Linked DNA regions of Bos taurus: region 2 is linked to region 1. Evidence: chromatin contacts called from public Hi-C data. All regions are on one chromosome and are shown on one strand. The core of a region is the stretch at or near the end of the contact, and the rest is flanking DNA. Distances in the headings are between cores, read along the strand shown.

What was found. A called contact is a pair of places that touch in the nucleus more often than the background predicts.
Region 2: a Hi-C map of liver shows a contact between it and region 1, with 3 times the contacts expected there. The contact joins the enhancer-like site here to the promoter of FLVCR2 in region 1. A contact is called at or near these places in 3 of 11 Hi-C or Micro-C datasets (blastocyst, liver and skeletal muscle).

What each region holds. Positions count from the first base shown.
Region 1 is chr10:86,762,980-86,766,636 of ARS-UCD2.0, reverse strand. FLVCR2 (feline leukemia virus subgroup C cellular receptor family, member 2) reads right to left here and starts at 2,105. Exons shown (of 11, transcript NM_001192143.1): 1 at 2,047-2,105; 2 at 1,347-1,956. The coding sequence starts at 2,105.
Region 2 is chr10:86,819,231-86,822,903 of ARS-UCD2.0, reverse strand. It overlaps a transcript of FLVCR2 not described here. Among named protein-coding and RNA genes, the nearest start is that of FLVCR2, 57 kb to the right of the region's middle. Within about 2 kb of position 2,328, at least 5 of the 102 cell types and tissues checked have an H3K27ac peak or open chromatin away from gene starts, as enhancers often do. A contact at or near this core is called in liver, where this site is marked.

The DNA.
Region 1 (3,657 bases), core at 856-3,355:
CTTAAATCCATTCAATCTTCTGAACGGTCAAACCCACAGGTTAAAGAAAACTGGGTAGAGGCTTTTCTGTTGCCTGCTTGTGCTGAGAAGGCCTGTCTGTTGCTTTCACTGACTGCTTACACTATTACCCAAGTGGCAGGACTTACTGGCCTGAAAAAATTTAGCTCAAGTTACCTTTCTGGTGGTAAAGATGAACAGAATGACAATTAACCTTTAGAGAAGTTTGGAAGTTTCTGACCCAAAGAAGAACTTTCTAAATGAAAGCTTAATCGTTCTAAATCAGCAGTTCCCAACCTTTTGGCACCAAGGACAGGTTTCGTGAAAGACAATTTTGGCACAGGCTGGGAAGGGTGGATGGTTTGGGGATGATTCAAGCTCATCACATTTACTGCACACTTCATTTCTCATCTAATGCCACCGCTGATCCGACAGGAGGTACCTGTCCATGGCCCAAAAGTTGAGACCCCTGTTCTAAACGTAATAAACAAGGAAGAGAAAACAAGCCTTCAAGAACTAAGGGTTCCTGGTCATTTGTTAGATGTGTCACCAAAACTGCATGCGCTTTGGAAGAAGTGAGACCCACCCCCCCACCAAGGCAGTGGTCCAGATAAAGAAGGACCCCGTAAATAGCTGCTTCAGCCTTTCGGACACAGGGATCAGACTCACAATAAGCCCACTTTTCTGGATTTAATATTCTCCTTCCCCTAAGGAGGAAAGACAAAGGATTAAGATATGAACTTTCCAGGCCTTCCCATGGCTTCTAGGCCTTAGAAATTCAGAGCAAGAATTTGATTCCATCCTCCTGGACTTGACTCTAACTCTCAGGGTAGGCATTTGACATCAAGCACTGCTCCCACTGTCCTGGCTCCAGCTGTGTATAAAGAAGGTGAGCGCAGCGCCAGCGTTGCTCTTGCCTTTTCACGCGGTGTAGGAGATGCTGCACTCTGGGAAAGCTGGTTGGACAGGCAAAAAACACCGGCCAACCTCCGATGACACAGAATAGTCTGACAGCCAGGGGCTATTTCCTGAGAAAGAAGAGCTATCCTGTTCAAGCTGGTGAAGTAAGTTCAGGAATGAGATCATAAAGACAACATGTGTTCCAGAAGCACGGTTTCTGCTGGAGGAAGAGAAACTGCCGTGACAGCAAAGGCCCTTCCTTTCGTTTCCCCACTTCTCTTACATACTCGCTCGGTCACAATCATCCACTCACTCAGTCACACCCAGCCACAGTCAGCCAGAGTCACAAACACTGCTGAAGTCGGAAAGCTAGTCTTCACACAGTGAAGCAGTTTGGTACAATGAACACCCTCAGTTCTGCAGTGAACGCCACCCACTCCTCTACCCACCTGATTGCCAAAGACAGCTATGGAGCAGGCGGTTGACACCTCATTAGCCCCGAACCAGACGGAAGCAATGCGGGAGGGCATACCCAGGATGAAGACCTGGGCCACGGAGCAGATGACCTGGCCCAGCACCGTGACTGGGAAGAGATGCGGCTTCAAGCTGCCCAGCTTCACCCAGGCTCCCAGGCAGTTGAGAGCAGAGCCAGTGAGGGCGATGGTCCGCAGGCCAAATTTCTCTAAGAGCCAGGCCACCGGCAGGAGCAGAGGGATGTAGGTCAGCATGTAGCACATGGACAGCCAGTCGATGGCAAAGGCACTGACCCCGTAGAAGTTCATGAAGATGTTATTGATGGAGCCGTACTGGATCCACTGGAAGGCGTTGCACATGGAGTAGCAGCTGAACACCAGGACCACCGCCCACCGGCGCTTGCTCACCTTGATCACGCTAAGATCTTCAGGGCCCGAGCTACTTGGTTGGATCAAGCCACTGGGTTGAGCCAAGGTACTTGGGTGGGCCGAAATACTAGGGTATACAGAGACACTGGGGTGGATTGAGACGCTGGGGTGGGCCGAGACGCTGGGGTGGATCGAGACGCTGGGGTGGGCCGAGACGCTGGGGTGCATCGAGACGCTGGGGTGGGCCGAGACGCTGGGGTGCATCGAGACGCTGGGGTGGACTGAGAAATTGGGGTGCTCCTGGAGCGCCGAAGTTTGCGAAGGGGTGCCATCGTGGTCCTGTTGGTTAGGGTCTTCATTCACCATGACCGCAGCCTCTCCTGGCACTCTAAGCAGGTGCTGACAACTCGAGTCGACTTAAAGGACAGTGGTGTCGCCTGGTCAGCTAGAGCTGACGTGGCACTTGCCCAGCCTGCTCCGGAGGAATAAACTGAGTCCCCAGCCTGCGTAAAAGCCAGCGAGTGGGGCTCTTCAGCTCAGCCCCAAGCTTCGGTTCTCACTTTCCCTTGGCGTCCTCAGTCCCTGACAGCTGTCCCCCAGACCGGCTGCACACCGGCCTGAGCCAGGTCCTGGCCGCTGGTGCCTTGAGTGCCTCGGAGGCGTCCTGCCACCTTCAGCCCCTCGGTCCTGGTCAGTTTTCTCCCGGCGGCGCAGCCACTCGGCTGCGACTCGGATTGCTCCTCGGGCGGCTTGCGGCCTCGCCCCCTCCGCACACGTGACCGCCCCGCCCCCGCCGTGCGCGGCTTCCACCCCCCTACGAACCCCCCACCCCCACTCCCACCCCACCCCACCCCACCCCGCCCCCACAGCCTCCAGCCTTCTCTAGCCGCTGGCCGGACAGTACAGTTGTTTCGCCACCGCTTGCGGGTGCATTCCTCCCCCCCACGCCCCAGGCACCATGGAAACCGCCCGGTTAACCCCCTCACCCTGGCACTGCTTTCTCAAATTCATTTGCCCCCTCCCGGGGCACTCTGCAAGAAAATGCCCTTCGCTTTTGCGAAGGTAATCCTCTAAAGAGAGTCTCCTCCCTGTCAGTCCGCATTCCCTGCGCGCCCACACGGATGCCCGGCGCCTCCAAACGGCTCTGTGGTATCCAAGAGGGATTCTCGACTTTTGCCCACTTGGCTGAGCTCCTCAGCCCTTGTTGGACTTTCGGAATAAAGACAGATCTGTAGATTTCCCGGGCTGGTTGCGCTCCTGGGGTAAAGGCGAGAAGCGCAAACTCACTTTCCCTCTTTGCTTTCCCTGCGAACTTGGTCTTACATTGGGGAACTTCAGATTTGAACCTGTTGAGTAGGACTCTTCTTTTTTCATGGATCCCCGGGCGGCCTCCTAGGCGACAACTTGAGGGCGGAAAAGAGAGGGGAGTTCTAAGACGCTGAAGACCCAGCGCAGGTTTTGTGGTGAGGTGCCCAGCACAGCGCACGATAAGTGGCCTCTGCACGCATGCAGCCCTATGCTGCCCCCTGCTGGTGCACAGCCCATTCTGCAGAGAAGCCCTCAAGTCAGGGCCTCTGGAAGGTCAGGCCTGCGGTGATTGCAGCCCTAGGGAGGAATAAGGGCCCAGATCTTCCCTGGGTTCAAACACCGACTTAGCTGCTCCCAGGCCTGTTTAGTAAACTAAGATACCCCAACCTCTCTGTGCCTCAGTAGCTTGGAAAATCAGTAAAACAGGGATGATGAAATAATAGTACCTACCTCACAGAGTTGTTTTGAGGCTTGGATAAGTTAAGGCTTGAAAGCTCTTTAAACATTCCTGGCAGATGATAACCCTTCCCAGAGTGTCGGATATCCTAACAATTAAAAACTGAACATTTCTATTGTGCTAGAAATGTATACTCTGTTACCTCATTTAAGC
Region 2 (3,673 bases), core at 1,079-3,578, 56 kb before region 1:
GATTTTCCAGGCAAGAGTACTGCAGTGGGGTGCCACTGCACTTGATAAAATATTCTCAGAGAAATGTTTATATGTCTCACTATGATTATATATTTTTTCTTTTCTATTTCTTCTGATTTTTGCTTTTTGTTTGTTTATGATGTCTATCTTCTTAGTGAATTGTACCTTTTATCATTAAAAATTTATCTTTGTTTCATTAAAAAAAAACAAAACCCAACTTCCCTCAGTCTAAATTCGGCTCCTTTTAAACAGAGGAAGTAGGGGGCCATTCTGACTCTAACCAATGGCTGAGTGGGACCTCTAACAGTCACTCACTAACAGCCATGTGCTTGCCCCGACCCTATTGCAATTCCTATCTATCAATGTCCATTCCACAATCTTGTGGGAATAAGGGGTGATGATTGTTCTGGCTACTTCCTGCTGAACAGAGGCAATGAGGGGGTGATCATGAAATGGAATTGATCAGCTTTGGGTCAGGAATACTCCTTAATAATTTTAGTAAGTAAAACAATTCTCTGTGACTATTTGAACCTGATGAAATTCCTTCTGCAAGGAAATTTTATTCTCCATACTTATCCTTTCTGAAGAGCAACCTTAAGTCTTCTAAGGGTTCACAAACACACTGCTCTCTAGGACTCAGGAGTTGGGTCATTTTCTGATGACGGTGAGGCTGCTTTGACCTGACTGTGATGTATCCGTGGCTTTACTCCAGTTACTCCAGCTAACCTGACAGATGAGTGTGTGATGAGTAATACCACAGGTGGTTCTGTCCACTTTGCAGTCAGCTGGTGCTCAGGCCCTTGTCCTCCACATGTTTTAAGAGGATGCAATGTCCAGGCTGGAAAGGATGTAAGGAAGATTTGCTAGAAGCAAATTCATGAACAGAGGTTTGTATTGTGCCTAGAGTTTGAACATAATTGGTAACTGCTATATCTTCCGGAGTATTTATACAGTGTCCCTCATGGGCAGACACATGGAGTGGCCTACCATACAATAAAAAGAGGCTAATTTTAAGCCTGCTTCTGGAAGCCACTCTGATCCATAGTGGGGCAACTGTCAAGCCCTAACCCCAAGTTAAATTAGACTCAACATATATTTGCAATGCTATTTAATGTAGAATTCATTTTCTCTGTTATTCCTATTGAATGTGCACTCCAGAATGAATATAGCTTTCCGTTAATTTGCAGTGGTTTGGACATCTATTGGGTTATGCTAGAGAAAACAGCAGGCCCATTATCACTTTGAAGGGTGCTAGACTATCCAGTGGAGAAGGCGATGGCACCCACTCCAGTACTCTTGCCTGGAAAATCCCATGGATGGGGGAGCCTGGTGGGCTGCAGTCCATGGGGTCTCGAAGAGTCGGACATGACTGAGCGACTTCACTTTCACTTTTCACTTTCACGCACTGGAGAAGGAAATGGCAACCCACTCCAGTGTTCTTGCCTGGAGAATTCCAGGGACAGCAGAGCCTGGTGGGCTGCCGTCTATGGGGTCGCACAGAGTCAGACACGACTGAAGCGATTTAGCAGCAGCAGCAGCAGACTATCCAAATTGGGGGAAATTTTCCTTAAACGTGGCTTTCACCACTTTGGAGGCTTTTTCAGTCCTGGTGCCTCCACCAGTCCTGAAAAAGACCACCAGTACTAGCAGGAATCTGAAATTTCCTGTGGCTCAAGGCACTGAAGTCAAGTCTATTTGTCAGTCCTCGGCACAGGCTCCTGTGTTGGGTCCCTGTCTGGGGAGATCTGACAGCAGTCTTTGGGTTGTTTTTAGTACAAATCAAGCAATTTTGAGAGATCACTGGATGGTCCTTTGTAGGTTGATGATGAAGCTCAGTCACTCAGTTTTGTCCACTTCTTTGTGATGCTATGGACGTTAACCCACCAGGTTCGTCTGTCCGTGGAATTTTTTTCTTAATATATGTATTTTATTGATGTATCATTGACTTGCAATGTTTCAGGCACACAGCAAGGTGATTCAATTACATATGTACATACACAGATAGTACAAATATTATTTTCAGATTATCTCCCATTATAGGTTATTACAAGATATTGACTGTAGTTCCCACTGCTATACAGCTAACCTTTGCTGCTTTTTGTGTATCTATTTTTAAAATTCAGCCTCCTCCTGGAAATCTTGCAAAGATAAGCTGTGCAGGAAAAGTGCCTGAGTTATCTCCCTGCCTCCTGGTCCTCTCTCCTGCTTCCCTACTGGGCCTCCCACCCTTTCCTGCAGCTGCCTCGGCCACGGCAAAGTCCAGAGTCCACGGAAACTGCTCTCGTTCATAGTGTGCAATCCCTTCCTCCCTTCTGCGAAGGTCACTGAGAAGTAGGGGGAGGCAGGGGTGGAGACGGTCTCAGGGGCGTGGTACCCACTCTTCCAGGTCTTCCTTCAACAGTGCATCCGGAGCCCTGACTACATGCCTGGCACTGGTCCAAGCACAGAGGAAGGAACAGTGAACACAGTGACAAGGTCCCCAAAGTGAAGTTTACAGTCCTGTGGGGAAGACAGTCGGTGGATAAACAACAATCACAACATCGTGTAAGGCAGCAAGACAGAGTGAGGTGGCAGGCAGGGGAGGCCTCTCTGGAGAGGGGATGTTTGAGCTGAAGTGAGGAAACAAGTCATACGGACATCTGCAGCCAGTGCACCCCAGACACAGGGACTGGCAGGTGCTATGGCCCTGCGCTGGGAACATGCTTGGCACATTCAAGGCACGGCAGGGAGGTCGTGTGGCTGGAGCAGAGAGACTGAACAGAACCATGGAGGACAGACGGTCAGATAGGAAGGTGGGGGCCACAGTGCATGGGGTCTTGTGGGCTCTGGTGAGGTCTGGGCTGTGGTTGAGGTAAGAAGCTAGGAGAGGGTCTGAAGTCGACTGATGTGGTTGACATGCACTGTGAAAGGATCACTCGGAATGGAAAGTTGCTGGAGCCACTGATCCGGCCTTGAGTTGCAGTCTCCACGTGGACAGACAGTAACGTCTGCAGCCTCGTCTTTAAAAACTAACCCACTGGCATGGTAACATCGATGTCTACAGAGGACCACCTTCCACAGTGTGGAGGACCGCCTCCTCTACCCCGAGCCCCCACCCCTCCAGCCTGTTCCCACCACCAAAGCCATCTCTGTCCCAACCAGTGACAAGGCAGACCACACGGAGGATATTTTATTACTTTAATACATCTGGTGTTACAAATAGAAAATACTAATTATGATTTCAAATAAAACGATGGTTTCAGTAAACATTTTGTTTATAAAATTAAGAGACTCAAGAGTAAACACTTTCTCCTTATGAAAAAGTAAGGCACCTTCATTTTCCACCTCCTTTCCACCCCTAACTCAGTCCTTGCACCAGAAGTGTGTACTTCTTCTTTTATGTACAGAGTGCTGTATACACACACACACACACACACACACACACACACACAACAGCTGCCCTCGGGCAGTGGCCCAAGCACCCAGCACCGCTCCCACGCAGGCAGCTCCAGTATGCTGAGCCCGGGGCAGTGGCCACAACAAAACAGCACAGAGGTTGTGATCACAGAGCGCAAAGCCCGTGAGAAACAACCAAAATGTCTTATTTTGAGGAGATTCTCCCCGAGCCCGTGAGCCAGACAGCAGGTGAGGCAGGAGAGGGCAGCTTGGGCTGGCTGAAAGGACATGTGTGTGT